Linked DNA regions of Gossypium arboreum: region 2 is linked to region 1. The links are chromatin contacts, called in public Hi-C maps. All regions are on one chromosome and are shown on one strand. Each heading gives the region's core, a stretch centred on a gene start, on an enhancer-like site or on the middle of the called end of the contact. The rest is flanking DNA. Distances are from core to core; before and after follow the strand shown.

Evidence for each region. A called contact is a pair of places that touch in the nucleus more often than the background predicts.
Region 2: a Hi-C map of leaf shows a contact between it and region 1, with 2.9 times the contacts expected there. The contact joins the promoter of LOC108463905 here to the promoter of LOC108461903 in region 1. A contact is called at or near these places in 2 of 5 Hi-C or Micro-C datasets (both in leaf).

What each region holds. Positions count from the first base shown.
Region 1 is chr2:9,151,583-9,155,951 of ASM2569848v2, forward strand. LOC108461903 reads right to left here and starts at 2,600. Exons shown (of 2, transcript XM_017761891.2): 1 at 2,276-2,600; 2 at 894-1,942. The coding sequence starts at 1,909. The coding sequence ends at 1,010. LOC108463028 reads right to left here. Exons shown (of 2, transcript XM_017762982.2): 2 at 3,416-3,661.
Region 2 is chr2:9,443,250-9,447,618 of ASM2569848v2, forward strand. It overlaps LOC108463905 (flavin mononucleotide hydrolase 1, chloroplatic), which reads left to right and starts at 2,184. Exons shown (of 7, transcript XM_017763900.2): 1 at 2,184-2,542; 2 at 2,704-2,779; 3 at 4,128-4,179. The coding sequence starts at 2,331.

The sequences.
Region 1 (4,369 bases), core at 1,350-3,849:
TGTTAATAAAGATCACAGGTGGCATGTCAATTTCCAGAAGATATCAAACACCATTACTAAAAGTAATGGCACAAACTGAATGCTACCACAAACCCTAAAACCCTAAATACTACCACAAACTGAAATGGCACTTATTAGTTACACTATTAAAATGATCAATTCATTTCAGGGTAACTGTAAAAGGGCAATAACCTAAAACTAGTGACATGGTGAACCGTAAAAGCATGAAAAAGTTCCCACCAAGTCTAGGCACTTAAACGAACTAGAATACCTTAAACAAGCATTGAAAGAACAGCCAGGGTGCGATTTTTTTCATAACAAGTTAAACTCCAAAAATAGAGTTGAAGTGAATGGAATATAACATGTTAGGAGTCTGGTTAGGGTTAAATGGTACAGAATTGTCTTTATAGTTCATCATAGCTCATGTATGTCATCCATACAAAAACTTTATTTGTTAGATTAAAAATACTATGGCCTCCCACTGTAGACTCAGAAAAACTTGTTAAAGTGCCTGCAAAATGCTCTAAATATGCAAAAGACTCAGAGGCTAACGGCAGTATCAGTCATCCGATGTTGAGTAGCACTTCACTATGTTAACAATACCGGTTTTATTTCCAAAACTAAACTAGTAAGATGCCGACTGCTCGAAAAAGCATCAGGGGAAAACCAACATTTTTTCTTATAATCTCAAGCATCACCCAACAAGTGAGGTATGAAAGCACCAGCAACAAGGATAAACGAAAGCTATCACAAGATTAACAACAATATCAATGTAACCAAATCCAGATACAAAACCATGACTCTAGTAGGTGTAAACAACATCACAAGTTGCAAATATAAAGAATTTTCCTGCTCTTTTCCACATAAAAACCAAGTTGCTTATGGGAGAGTAATTCTTGAAACTCAATTTTCACATAAAATCTAAAAGCAATCTAACCAAAACAGAAAGGTCATATAATTCGATATCCACGAAGTCTAAATTAAAGATACAACATTACCAGCATCTATTCTACCGATGGATATTAAGCATGTCCTTGGCTTCACTCTGCTCCTCCAACAACCCTTCACTCGCATACTTACTTAAAAGCTCCATCTTCTTCCTTTCCACAACCATCCTCTCAATCTCCTTCTCATCAGGCAACGGCACGTGCACGACAAATTCCCTCTCCTTATCCTTCCTCTCTTTCTCCTCCCTCTCCCTCCTCTCCTCCTCCACCACATCCTCCTCTTCCTCAAACAAAACCTCTCTCGCAGCAGCTCCCACGCTAACCACCTCCTTCGCCCCTCTCCTTGCCTCTCTTCTAATCTCCTCCACTCTCCGCCACTCCTCCTCAGCTTCAGCCCTCATCTTTGCCTCCGCTAGCCCCTCCACTCTAGCTAAAACTCCATCCTCTTCATCCCTATACCCATAATAACTTGCATCAATCCTCTTATAAATATCATATCTAGTTCTCCTCTTTCGCAACTCTGGCGGCTTCTCAAACAACTCCCTAACTCCCGGCAACTTCTTCGCGGCTCCAAAATACCGATACCCAGGGCCACGGCCGCTGGGGTTTGGAACATCCACTATGTTCCCTTCTAAATCCGTCATTTTAGGGGCGTGTTTGGCGTAATTCGGGCCACCGAGTTCAATGATGCGTCGTTCCCAGTGCGACTTCTCTCGTATAAGCTTATTGATCTCGTCATTAAGGTCGCGGAGTCGATGTTCCCCGAGGCCTTCATTCTGAATCTCAGCGACCTTGCGGCCGATCTCTCGCATGATTTGTTGACGCCATTTGTCGGCCTCAGCAAGGTCACGGCACTCAGAGGCGAGGAAAGGGCGGCGTTCTTTGGGCTTCTTTTTTTCCTCGGCTTTTAGGGCTATGAATCGATTGAGCATCGACTGGGCTTTCTCTTCGTTTCGAGCCATATTGTGATTTGTGATTGAGGGTTTCGGAAAGCTCTAGCTTTTGAGAAAGTTTAGCAAATGAGAGTCAGAAAAGCTTTAACCGCTTAATCTCCAAATAAATAACTCAGGGCAGACAGAAAAAGGAACAATGTAAAAATTGCTAATTAAGTTCCTCGGTTTTCTTGGCAACCAAACAGAAGTTAAAGTAACAATAGTTACATGAAAAAATAAGAAACAAATTTACCATTAAATGTGCACAACAGATTAGAAAAAAACTGAAAAAATATGAAGTTAAGGCCAAAATTTCTCTCGAGCTTATCATTGAAATGCCTCCATTTACCAAAAGAAAATCAAATTTAATGAAAAATAAAGGATTTTGAAATTCACCTGCCCTGAAACGTGAGCTGAAAGTGAGACGTCTTAAAACTTGAAAAGTTTCAGAAAGAAATGGCAAGTTTGCTCGCTCGATCCGTATTAAAATTATAAAGTCTCCAGCGGGTGTGTGGTGAATTGATAGTGACTGCCTGACTGGTGACCGATGATGGTGGTGGCCGGTGGGTGTTGGAGTGGAGAAGGAAAAGTTATTTTGTTAGGGATTTAGAAATTAGCTGTTAGGCATTAGAAATTGGGGGAGTCGGCTGAAGAGGAAAAGAAAAGAAAGGGTGAGCAGGCATGTGATTCGGCCGGGCCTGGACTAAAGTTCTTTTATCCGAGTACCGGTTCATTTAAAAAATTGGACATATTTTTATTAAAATTTATTTTTTTAATCTATATTTTTACTTAATTTTTTTTTAATTTTTAGGCCAATTTTTAGACTTAAACGGGTGAATTGATTTATGATTAGGTCTAAGCAGAATTAAAACCTTAGATGAATTGAAATTAAGAGATGATAAACCAGCAAAAAAGAGAGAAGGAAAGAGAGACCTCCAAATCGATATTTGTAACTTTGTTATGATTTTGATAGCTCGTGCCAGCCATATGTCTGATATTTCAATTTCTTTGTAAGAATTTTATCTCTATATTTCAATTTGTTAAAATTTAGTCATTCTACCGGACCTAAAATTGGTAAGTTCATCCAATCTTTTGCTAATGTTATTAATCTTTATTAATTCCTTGTACATAAATTATTGAATTACTAATTTTACTAATTCCAATGCTAATTTTTAAGACTAAGTCAACATTTTACGTCAAAGTTTAACTATGTTATCTTATTCAATTATTTTAAGTTTTGTAAAATAAAATTCTGACAAAAAAAACAGAAATTCTCAATTTTATAAATTAAAAAGGAAAAGTTATAATTAAACCTTTTTTTTCTTTAACAATTTTTTCCCCTTAATAGTGATCCAACCCCAGTCTTAATCATCAAGCTCTTAGGTGAGAATCATGATCCCCTTGCAAAACAAATTTCTAAGCTTCTACACGAGAAGAGACTTAGAAAAAATTTAAGAGACCCTTAGTAGGAGGGACTAGATAAAATTCAAGACATCCCTAGTATGATTAATACAGTAAAAGAAAAGCAGGCGTCAATAATTCAAGCTATCAGATTATTATAGCAAGCAAGTCTCTCAAAGAGGAAAAAATAATTGTAAGTTGCTGCCTATGCTTGGATCACAACACATCATGCTAGTTTCAATGTTAAACCGGAAAATATGGCATTGCTCAATTTCAATGTTGAATAATTCTTGTTTTGAGACTCATTGCCATCAGAGAAAATCACACTACATTGCAGCTGTAATTGATCATCAGTTTCACTGAGTGAAGTTTGTCCCTTGCCTACTGCAGCCACAAAAGATCTAGTGAGAAAAACATTCATTAGAACAAAGGAGGCATAGAAATTGGCAGGTTGTTGATACAGGTTCCTAGCAATTAATATAGTAAATATACTTTCAAGATACCTACATCATATACTCGCCAGACCAATTCTTACTACACCAAAATATACCCTGCTCATGTTCATTTTTACGGGTAAGTATATGTGCAATACTTGGATTGTTAACTGTCGAGCATTTTTACTATCAAATAAAAATAGATGTCTAATCCACACAGGCTCACATGCAATGCGCGCCCACATACACAGGATGATATTCGAATATATCACAAATAGGAAGTCAGATTGAACAAGAAGATGCCAATCCTACAAAAACTTAAACATGCCAAATGGCAAACGTGACCAATAACAGGAAGCACCAATTGGAACTCAGCCAGAGCAAGAAACAATTTATTTATAACATAACTTGATAAAAAATATTGTTGTAATTGAGCACCGAAGACTTAGTATCCAACACAGTCGAAACCTATGTTTTAAACAAAACTATGAAGTAGCCTGTGAATGGTAGCAAGTAAAACCGTCAATGAATGCCATAAGAATTCTATCCTATGGTTAAATGAATCAATTTCAAGTCCAGAGATTAGTGAATGATAGTGCAATAAGAAAAGCACGTTATTAGTTTAAGTAAGATTGAAAGTGTTGCATAATTGATA
Region 2 (4,369 bases), core at 934-3,433, 290 kb after region 1:
GCTAGAGCTCCCTCCTCTCCCCTCTCTTCTTTCTTCCCTCTCCCCTTCTCTCTTTTTTTTTCTCTCCACGGTACAAAATGAATTTTTTTTAAAATTTTTTTGACTTATATAGGGGTCCGAAACGCACCGTTTTGGACCCCCTCTGTTTAGACTAAAAACGACGCCGTTTTGGACGCGGGTCAGGTCGACCCGACCCGCACCAGGTCAGATCCGCGTGTTTTTTAATTCAATGGTATATTTGCGCATTAGATCCTTCCGCATTTTCAGTGTTTTAAATTAGGTTTATTTTTGTTTATAATCTGGCCCTAAAATTTAATCTGACTTGCAATCTACTCCCTGTTGATGCGCTGCGTTTTGATAGAATGGGAATATTACTGATTCAGTCCCCCATGTTTCACGCGTGTTGCAATACAACCCCGTGGCTTATTTTTATTTTAGATTTGGCCCCAAAACTTCGATTTTAATCCAATTTTGGTCCTTTTTTCATTTATCTTTAATTCTTATTTAAATTTTCTTGTATTTTCATATTATTATTATTATTATTATTATTATTATTATTATTATTATTATTATTATTATTATTATTATATGCATATATGTATTTATGTTTAGTATTTTAGCTACTTTATTTTAATATTTAAATGTTATGCTTGCTTTTATATATTTTAATAATATATTATTATTATCTTTATTACAATAGTGTATATTTTTATTTGTGTGTATAGATTTATATATATAGTATTTTTGTGTTACATTGTTGTTCTTCGTATTTTAATGCCATTACTATTATGGTTGTTAATGTAGTGAATGTGTTGTTGTATGTATACATCTTTATATCGTCATTGTTATTATCATTAACCATAGTATATATTTTGTTATATATGTATATATCTATTTGTGCATAGCATTACTTTTTAATTGCTTTATTCTAATATTTCTATATCGATTATATGTATATATATTTAATATGCCTATGTACATATCCATGTATTATTAGTGTTTGTTCCTATATGTATGCATTATGTAAATATTTTAATATTATTTAACATATGTATTTTCATTTTATATGTTTTAGATACGTTTTTAATATATTATACTTTATATATTGTTATGTATATTTTAGTATATACATATATTTGTGAAATATTATCAACAGTTTTATTATTATTTTTAAATAAGTATATATATCGTGCACATATTTTAATACTACATTCTACAATTTTTGTATTATGTAGTTATTCCAACATTATATACTTAGTATTTCTAATATCCTTATTATTTATATCTATGAATGTATATGTCTATGTAGTATATTAGTAAGTCCATTTTATATTGTTGTTATTTCTAATGTATATGCATGTATCATCTATGTGTTATATATATATTATATATTTTCAATATTTTTGCATTATTGCCCTATATGTTATTTATTTCAAATATTTTTAATTTTTCCATTTATTTATTTTTATTTCATCTCAATTTTGTTTTACATTACTTCAAGAATTTTATCCATGTCCTTCTAATTAATTTCAACAATCAAGGCAATATACCGATTTAACATTAAGTCATCGAGTTCATTGCTATGTTGGGTGAACATCAATTGACTCGTGTTAAAGCGATATACCCTTCTCAAAAACCGGAATGAACTAAAATTTCTCGTCTTCTTTTAATTGGATCACGACTAAATTTTAATATTGAACTCGTATTTTTAAAAATCAAGACAACACGTGTTTATGAGATGCCAATTTCTGGGCGTCGCGAGGGTGCTAATACCTTCCTCGCACGTAACTGACTCCCGAGCCCTAATTTTTCTCTGGTTTTTAACCTAGACCCTAAACTCAGCCTTCTTTTTGTTAAAAAAAAAATCTAATAGGTATCCGATCGTACCTAGGAAAAAGGATCGGTGGCGACTCCCGGTTTATTTTAAAATCAAATTTTAGCTTTCAAGTTTTCAATAGATCGCCTCAATTAGCAACCGAAACCAAACAAATTTTTACATCGCTACAATAGTAATAACTAATAAGATTGAATTTAAGAAATAAATAATTTTGAAAAACAAAATTAATTTTATCAAAAGGCATAATTACATTCAATATTTAATTTTATTAAGAATATAAATTTATAATTACAAATATATACATATAGATATTGGGCCAAGGCATTTTATTTTTTTGAGAAGTACCCACAAAGATGGATGAAACAAATGGTAAGCCCAAACATAGAGAGGCAAACCCAGAATTGTGCAGCGAACATTGACCCTTATTTCCTGGTAAGGGGAATCTGGAAATCAAAATATCAAAAATTCTCTTGGGTTGCAAGTGTACGTTTGGATGGCTCAATTGGTTAGAGCACCACCACCACCAGCCACATCACTCTGCTTTCATCCAAAACTATTTTCTCCAGTCCCCAGAACCAGGATGGCAATCAATCCCACCAACACATCACCTTCCTTCAACTCCAGGAAGCTTCCCATTTTGCTGTTTGACATCATGGACACCATTGTTCGTGACCCTTTTTACCATGACGTCCCTGCCTTCTTCGGGTAACTGGTTTTTTCATCTCCCTCCCCTCTTTCTCTTTTTTAATTCTTGTTTCGAATTGTGTTTGTTGGGTTTTTATCATTTTTGTTTTTATTTCAAACCAATATAACTGCCACTGCTGGCGATAGTTTTTGAAGTGATCAAAGTTAAATTCGATGGTCAGAATGTCTTTGAAGGAACTAATTGAATGCAAGCATCCAACTGCATGGCTTGAGTTCGAAAATGGGGTGATTGATGAGGTACACCTAGATTTATAATGTGGGAAAGTTATAGTTCTCTAGATTTTATTGACTAAAGTAGTCTTATGAGTAAGTGTTGTAAGATCTGTTAAACTGTTTGATTGAGGTACCTAACAAATTATAATATTTCTTGAAACATGTTTCACTTGTCAATTTTTTAGGATTGATTGCCATTTCAAGTAATAAAAGCTAAGTTGGATCTTTATTCCTTTGAATTTTTGTACATAAAGGCGAGTTGAATAGAGTTCCACAGTAACAGCCTTGACCTCAAGCTGTTTTGTGTACGAGAGGCTTGAAACCATCCCTGAGCTTGAATAAGTTTCATTTTATAAACTTGATCTTGACTTAATTAGGATCAAATATCTTAAAGAATATGTAATGTTATTTGTTCTATATCATACATTTATTCAGACACACATAGGCCCTAAAATAATAAAATTATATATATTATAGTGCATATAGATGATAATATATGCATTTTACTAAAAATATACATTTTTAAATGCTTTATTAGCCCTGTATGAGCCTGAACCTGACTTGGCAGAGGAGGAGTAGAACTTGACTATTTCCTGAGTAGCTTGCACAGCATGTTGACCCACTTACAACCCGAGTTGGTGACACTGCATTAGTTTTGATTTTTCTTACTTCCCATCATTGTTGCCTTCTTACATCTCCTGCAAAATATCATTTACCTGTTAAACACAAAATGAAATGGCCCTTTGTAGTCCCTTTCCTTCGTCTTTGCTTTCTGATAAGTGGATATAGTAGCTAAAACATTAGTCTTTTAACAATATTTCTCTAGGCTTCAGCTAGTGAAGCTTGTGTACACAACCAAAGCATAACACACCACTTATCTGTTGCCTTTAGATTAACTATCAGTACATTCATTTATTATTATTTATGTTCTTTATTGTTCCGTATCCTTATTAGTTTTATGCCAACGTTAACCTATCCATAACCATGATCCTATATTATATTGACCTGTATATTGATTCTTTGACAGAAACCTACTAGAACTTGTAAATTTCCAGTCCACCAGAAACATACTATTAAAGGATATCATTGCGGTTTCAGTTTCACATTTATAAATGGAACTTTTGAATTTATACTTTATTACTGTACTTTCTACCACATTTTTTAGCAATATAATTTGTGACTGAAAGCATGTAAAATAATTCCATGCCTTTCTTCTATGTTTAATAACCCCTTTTTCTCTTTCGCTCCTTTTCACTTATGGGTCTCTTCATTGCTATATGACCTTTAAGACGTTTGCTTTTCTCTCAATTTTATTGCCTTGCTGTTTACCTTCTGGTCTGGAGTGTGAGAAAGTTATCTTATTTCCTTTCAGGAGGAGCTAGAAGGAAAATTCTTTAAAGACAGAAGACCTTTTGATTTGCAAGGTTGGTTTTGCATTTGTTTTCGTGATGTTATTCTTTCAATCCATTGTTTCAAGGCTGATTAGCATTTTCATTAGATATAAGCAAAATATGCTTGATTTTAGTATAAATTCTCAAATAAAAAAGAAATTAAATATTTTGCATTGTTAGGGAGAGATATTTGTTTCATTGAGTCATTTTCTTAATCTTTTTG